2 separate regions of the Sus scrofa genome follow, and region 2 is linked to region 1. Evidence: chromatin contacts called from public HiChIP or PLAC-seq data. All regions are on one chromosome and are shown on one strand. Each heading gives the region's core, a stretch centred on a gene start, on an enhancer-like site or on the middle of the called end of the contact. The rest is flanking DNA. Distances are from core to core; before and after follow the strand shown.

Region 1 (3,556 bases), core at 583-3,082:
CCTTAGATACTCAGTGCACTTCAGACCCGAAGGGCCGGAGAGCACAGGCAATCGTAAGCACGGTTTAATTTGCCGAAGGGACAGCGTGCGCAGTTATTTTCCCTTTGTTTGAAATGCGTGTGTGTGTGTGTGTGTGTGTGTGTGTGTCTCGAGGGACCCCGCACACAAACGACCAGGCACGAGCGGCATCGGGGACCCGCCGAGAGCCCCGCGCCAGGCGGGCCGGGGTCTCGGCTCGGCGCCCCGCAGCCCGGCCCCGCCCGCCGCCCACCCCCGCCGGCGCAGCCCGGGAAGCGGGAGAGCGGCGCTCGCCACCGCCGCCCGGAGGGCCCGCAGCCGCCCACCTCTCCGCGCCCGCGGAGGCCCTCACCCCGAGAGGCCGGGCGCCGGGACGCAGACACTCACCGGGCTGGGAGCCCGCGGCGAGCGGCCGGGCGGAGCGGGACCCGGGCCGGGAGGGCGGCGGCCGCCCGGCCGGGAGCGAGGGCCGCGGGCGGCCAAGCGGGCGGGGGCGCCGGGGCGGCGGCCGGACGCACTCACCTCGGCGCCCCCAGCCAGGCTGGGCGCTCGCGCGGCTGGGGGCTCGCTGGGGCCGCGAGGCCGGGAGGAGGAGCCGCGCCGGGGAGAGGGCGGTGGGCGAGCGCGCCTCGGCGCCCGGGGCTGCCGCCGGGCTGGAAGCGGGGCCGGGAGGCCGCGCAGATCCGGGCGGCGGGGGCGTGGAGGGGGTGTGCCTCCGCCCGGGACCGGGTGGGGTGCGGAGCCGGGAGGAGGGGGAAGCTCGCAGGCTGCGGAGGGAAGCAGAAAGCCGCGCGGCGAGGGCGCCGAGGGGGCTGGGAGGGCGCCGGGGTGGGGAGGGGGAGGGGGCAGGAGGAGGAGGAGGAGGAGGTGGCCCCCCAGCTGGACCGGCCCTCACCTCGAACCCTCCGACCAAGACTCGTCTGGGTCTGGAGCAAAGCACGAGGGATCTGAAACTTTATGTCATTTTCTCATACACACGTGACCCCCTACAGTCCAGATGGTTTCAATCACTGGAGGAAAAAAGCGGCTCTGCTGGTCTGCGTGAAAAGCCGGAGCTGGGCGAGTCTGGGAAAAGCTGCCTCTACAGCCTGCCTGCCTGCCTGCCTGCCTGCCAACTAACCGACGACGAGCTCTTTCCGTTCTCCCAGCCCGAGGCTCGGGATCCCTGCAAAAGCCAAAAGCGCAGCGCAAGAAGCTCCGTTTGGTGCGGCCGCAGTAGCGAAAAGCCTGAGAGCGCTAGAGTCCCAAGGCGTCCGAGCTGAGCGGAGACTTCTAAGGGGATCCTGAGAATTTGTTTAAAATACTCCATTAGCTTACAAAGCCAAAAACTGGAAAAGGGTGGCATGCAAGAAGAAGCAATGGAATACTGCCAGTGAGAATCTGTGATTTATCAGTGGAATTCTGAAAGAAACTGTTAACCCAGTAGGACCATCCACTTGGAAAAGAATCATGCAACTCACTTAAAATCAAAACCCGGACCTACTCAGTGGATGTGAGGAAGCCACGTCACCTAATTGCTCATTCCCTAAATCACTCTAAATGGAACTGGATGCTGAAATGCACAAAATTGACGTTCACAAACCTAGCTACATTTTGAAGGAACAAACATGTATGAATGACCATAAACAGACTCTAAGGCCAAGCCAATTCAATTGTCATATCCTAAAGGAATATTTACTCAGCTCCAGGGCAAGCATCAAAAATATGGGCTGTTTAAGATACATCTTGGAAATAATTTAACTTGTTCATGGTTCAATAGAAATAGTTCCAAGAACCAAACTCACCGTCTGCTGTTCCTTTGCCAAAAAAGTCATCGATGTGAATTACCAGTATTAACACTTTATCTCAGTAATACTGGTGCCAGAGGAGACCTTAGGTCTCTCTAGCAGGAGGCCTTACACACCATGGGACCCAGTTGTCTCTGCGTGAAAAAGAGGTCAACTTTTGTGACTTGGTTCTACGTTAGGAAAACCCAAGTTTCCATTTTTCTACTGGAAAACACAGACAACCTGAAACACGTTTCACTCCAAACTCAAAATCTAACAGTGACTTTCTCCTACTCCAGTTCACTGACATGCTTGAACCCTGCAGGAGACCGAGGCCACCTGGATGGACTGAGTCCTCTCCAGCCTTCTCCAGCCTCAAGTGAGGGTGGCCCTACCCTCCCCAAGCCACACGAGAAGTCACAGAAGAATCCTCAGGGAACGAACCCAGGCCACATAATTTAACAATGCTCTAGGCAGACTCCACCTGCAGCTCCCCAGCTCTGAAGGGAAGTTCTTAGGTTTCCCACTTCCAGAACTATTCGCATTTGTATTAGAGTCTTGTTCCTCTTACGAGTGACACCTGTGAAGAAAGCCAGCTCAGCGGAAGACATCAAGATCTCCTCCATTGTGGTCGCCAAGGGGTAGTGAGGGTTGGGGAGAGAAGGGTTGCGCGTCTGGGATTAGCAGCGGCAAACTGGCGCATACGGGGTGGATAAACGAGGTGCTGCTGTGCAGCTCAGGAAGGGCTACTCGCTGTCCTGTGATAAACCGGAATGGAAAAGCATATGAAAAAGAGTACGGATGTAGGCAGTATAACTGGTCATTTTGCTCCACAGCAGAAATGAACGCAACATTGGAACTCGACTATACTTCGTAAAGTTTTTAAAAAAGATTTTCTCTATTCAGACCCAGGATACTAACTCCTTTCACCCCTGGCAGCTGCTGGGGCCTCTCACATGCGCTAAAGACAAGTAAGGGGGCAATAGCGAGATACAGATAGTTGTTCTTTTTGTTTGCCAAGGCTTTGCAAATTATGAATGGGGCTTTTTTTAATTCCTAAGAAAAACCTTAATTAGAGATCCTCTTTCAGAAAGAAAAAGTAATGTCCCTTAATTTTTCTAAATACAGTCTTGAGTCTAAACTTCACTGATGTCGGCATTAGGTAATCTGCTTCTCTCCTTTTTCAGCTGCACCTGCAGCATATGGAAGTTCCCAGGCCAGGGGTCAACTTGGAGCTGCACCTATAGCCTGTGCCACAGCCACAGCCACAGCCAACAATGGATCCGAGCTGCACCTGTGACCTACGCTGCAGCTTGCAGCAACACCAGATCCTTAGCCCACTAAGCAAGGCCAGGGATCAAACCTACATCCTCAGAGACAACATCAAGTCCTTAACCTGCCGAGCCACAATGGGAACCCCTATTTAGTTAATCATAACACTGGCCAAAGATTTTTAGAGACACTAACATATGAAATGTTTTTAATGCTACTTTAAATAGTGTTAATGTAGTGATTTGCATCAACCTAATGTCCACGTCACTTGATAAAAGCCAAATGTGTACGAGGTGCTACGGGAGATGCAAGCTCTGAGCCTGGGTCTGAGGCTTTTTTTTTTTTTAAGGAATGCACCTGCAGCATATGGAGGTTCCCAGGCCAGGGGTCGAATCAGAGCTACAGCTGCCGACCTACACCACAGCCACAGCAACTCCAGATCAGAGCTGAGTCTGCAACCTACACGGCAGTTCACTGTAACACTGGATCCTTAACCCACT
Region 2 (3,556 bases), core at 717-3,216, 150 kb before region 1:
GCCCTGGCGCCTGGCAGCCAGGCAACCTGCTGGGCCTCGGTGCCCTGCACCCGGGGCTGGGGGTGCGGACCCCTGAGGCACATGCACTCTGGAAACTGCAGCCTGTGTTCGGCTATTATAGCTGGGCACTGGGAGGGGATAAGGTGGGTCTCTGAAGAAGGAGAGGAAGCTTCAGGACCTCCGGTCAGGAGGGGGAGTATAGCTGGCATGAGAAACAGGACCTCACAGGAGGAAGGGCAGCAGGGATGGCTCAAGTTTGGCTGCAGTAGAAAACCTGTGTCGGAAAGTGGAGGGGAGTCTGCGCTGTTCTCTGGGGCCAGCTGGGGCTCCTGAACTTGTTGATGAAGTAAGTGAAAGCATGAGAGTCGTGGCTGGGGAAGATGAACCTGGCAGAGGCGTGAAGGACGGAGGGGCTGGAGGGGGGAGTGCAGGCAGGGTGATCACAGGAGGGCGCTGAACCCCAGAGAAGCGATGTGAGAAGGGCCTTCACGAAGGAGTGCCAGGAGGGCTAAAAAAGGACTTGGTGACAGCGTGTCAGAGAAAAGGATGCTCAGGATAATTTTTTCCGTCTCCCTGACATCCCTCGGAATGTCGGAGGGAAACTAGCCCGTAATTAAGTGAATACGACTGTGGAGTCAGCAACACAGATGAAGACGGAAGCCACCCAAGATGAGCTCGCCGGAGAGACGGCATCCTACGAAACCTTAACAGGGGCAAGCACAGACGGCTGAAGAATACCAACAGTTAAACGGTGGACAAAGGCAGAAGAACCTGAAAGGAAGACTGGTAGGAAGAATGCAAGAGGTGCTCTAGAAAAAGAAGTCAAATGGGTTAAGACAGAGTACAAGTGCTATGGAGAAGAGTCCATGCAGTTTGGAGTTTGGTTAATTGATGACTTTGGTAGGAGCACTTTAATTACAATAATGGGACTGAGGGCTAGACTGTGATGGATTAAAGGATGAACAGGAAACTAGCAAATGCACAGGATTTGTTGACTGCTCTTTGGGTGAACTTGGCTGAAAAGGAAGGAGCAAGGGTAGGAAAGAGAGACAGGGAGAATTTAGGATATTTTAGCTAAGCAGTATTTTAGCTTTACAGAACATGGCACAGAAACCACACACACACACACAGACTAACTGATGGACTGTGATCCTGAACACTGGTTGAGACTTAACACGGGAAGGGTGCCCCCTCCACTTTAGTTAACGATCATTTGTTGAACATGTACTACATGCCGGGAGCTGGGAGTACATGGATAAAAAGAAAATAATCCTCCAGTCTTTGAGGAGTTTGGTCCAGCAGGAAAGACAAACGCAGATCAAGATTCTCTAAGAGCCACGCCCTAGATTTTTGAGGAGGCCCAGTGGGGGCATGTGAGCAACCGTGACCGGATGGGTCAGTTTTCCAAGAGGGGACGCTCACTTTGGGTCCAGACTGAGCGGGGGTTCTCTGTCCAGAAGAGGAGGGGCTCACAGGCGCGCCCAGTAGGTGCCAGTGAAAATTACAAGAGAGCGGCGGAAAATCTACAGGGTCTGGAGAGTACAGGACCTTAACGCGAGCAAGCGCAGAGGTCCCTGAACTGAGGCTGTTCAAAGCGAGGACAAGGCCAGGACCAGGCACAAGGGCGAAGGAGCGAGGAAGACCGAGAGCGTGGGCGCGCAGGCCCGGGAAGGTGGGCGAGACATCAAAAACGGAGCCTAAAAGGACCAGAGCGAGGCTAACGAACCCGACTGGCGTCCGTGAGGACGCGGGTTCGGCCCTGGGCCCGCTCAGCGGGTTAAAGGCCGGCCTTGCTGCGGCCGTGGTGCAGGCTGGCGGCCACAGCTCCGACTACCCCTGACCTGGGACGCTCCATACGCCGCGGGGTGAGGACCCGGTGGGCACCGAAGGCCAAAAGTGGCTCCTCACGCGGCCAGGGGACAAGCCAAGCGGCCGCTACGCCCGGCCCGAGCCAGCCACCAAAACCAGAGCGAGACCCGCGGGACTGCTCAGGGCTGCGGCGGTCGGCGGGGAGCTGAGACCGGCGGCCCCGGCGGCTTTCCCGCCCGCGGCGCGCACCGCAGCCCTCAAGCCCCGCCCCCGGCGGCAGAGCTCAGCCTGCGAGCGCCAGCGCACTCACTGCACCGCGCAGGGCTCCCGGCCCCGCCGCCGCCCCCGGAACAGCTCTGCGATGGCGAGCTCAACCCCCGGATGCGAAAACGGCAAGACCTGTAATCGCGCGAGATCCGCGCCCTCGCAGGCCCCGCCCCCCGAGCCGGAAGTGAGGCGTGGGCTCCGCCCCTGGGCCCGATAGCTCGCGAGACTTTGCCGAGGCCTTCCTCTTGCGTCGCGGCCGCCGACATGGTAGGTGATTGTCCTGGTCCGCCCGTGTGGTTGCTACCCTAGGCCGCGAGCTTTGCTCACCTGCTCCCCCAGCCACCTGCTCCCGCCTTTGGCCTCATCCTCCAGGCCGCTCACGTCCGGCCGCCGGCCGGGGCGGCCGGGACGGGGCGGGGAGCCTGGGGCCGCGTGTTCTTCCCGGAGTCCGGATTCCTGAGACACGCGGACCCGGGCGCCTCCCTGATGAGAACCAGGCGGTGATCAGCCTGGTTCAGCTTCGCTGAAGGCGCCGCAGAGCAGACCCCCGCCCCAGCCCCTTCCCAGGCTGGCAAGCGTGGCCCCCGCCCCACCTCCCAGGGCCTCACCCCGGGCACCTTTTCCCACACAGCCGTCCAGACTAAGGAAGACCCGGAAACTCCGCGGCCACGTGAGCCACGGCCACGGCCGCATCGGTAAGTGCCGGTTTCCCGTCCTGGCCGGCCTCGGGCTGTCCCCGGCAGATGAGCTTAGAGAGGTGGGTGAAGCTTTGTGCGGTGGAGCCCGTCGAACTTGATCGTTAGCCGTTGGCCTTTTCTCTGAAAACCCTCCGCTTTGAGAGGATTTGATATCATTTGGGGGCCTGCAGATTGAGCGGGGCTCAGTCTTGAATTGGTTGAAGGCCAGTTATTACCGCGTTAGTGTTGCGACGGGAAGCCTTGCTTCGCAGTGTTTAGCCTGGAGCCTAGAGGGATAGTGTTGCCGGTTGCTAACAGCCTAAGCAAAGGCACAGAAGCACGGGCGCGCTTTTGCAAGCGCTCGGAGGAGACCGTTGGCCATGTAGCTGTGTGCTCCTGCAGGCAAACACCGGAAGCACCCAGGAGGCCGGGGCAATGCGGGTGGCATGCATCACCACAGGATCAACTTCGACAAATAGTGAGTGTTGTCAGCGTGTGCTTTCACGGTACTGAAAACCGCGGGTGTCGGGGCAGAGGGTGGCTGGGAACGTCTCTGATGGGAAGCAAGCTTTTGACTACTTGCAAAACTTGCTTGTTGTTGGCTTTTTGTCCTGTGGACATTTCATGGGAACTGAGAGCTCGAGGCTAGAGTCACGCTTGGGTATCCGCTGTTGCCTCAGTGTGCTAGAGTCCTCGAAGAGTAACCGCTGAGCTTATTCACTGGCTGCGCCCCCTGTGGCATAGCCAGTCACCAGGTTAGTGACATGCATTGAATTGACTTACACAACTGTTAGATCCACGTA

What was found. HiChIP or PLAC-seq counts read pairs in DNA pulled down with a chosen protein or histone mark.
Region 2: a contact with region 1 is called in an H3K27ac HiChIP or PLAC-seq map of skeletal muscle. The contact joins the promoter of TRIM66 here to the promoter of LOC110262312 in region 1. A contact is called at or near these places in 1 of 47 Hi-C or Micro-C datasets (heart right ventricle) and 1 of 2 datasets of contacts at active chromatin or transcription factors (skeletal muscle).

What each region holds. Positions count from the first base shown.
Region 1 is chr9:559,069-562,624 of Sscrofa11.1, reverse strand. It overlaps LOC110262312 (formin-like protein 5), which reads right to left and starts at 1,832. Exons shown (of 5, transcript XM_021102706.1): 1 at 1,803-1,832; 2 at 1,139-1,183; 3 at 541-944. The coding sequence starts at 1,832.
Region 2 is chr9:709,981-713,536 of Sscrofa11.1, reverse strand. TRIM66 (tripartite motif-containing protein 66) reads right to left here and starts at 1,966. Exons shown (of 23, transcript XM_021062260.1): 1 at 1,842-1,966. The coding sequence starts at 1,855. It overlaps RPL27A (60S ribosomal protein L27a), which reads left to right and starts at 1,127. Exons shown (of 5, transcript XM_003482496.4): 1 at 1,127-2,343; 2 at 2,708-2,771; 3 at 3,156-3,231. The coding sequence starts at 2,341.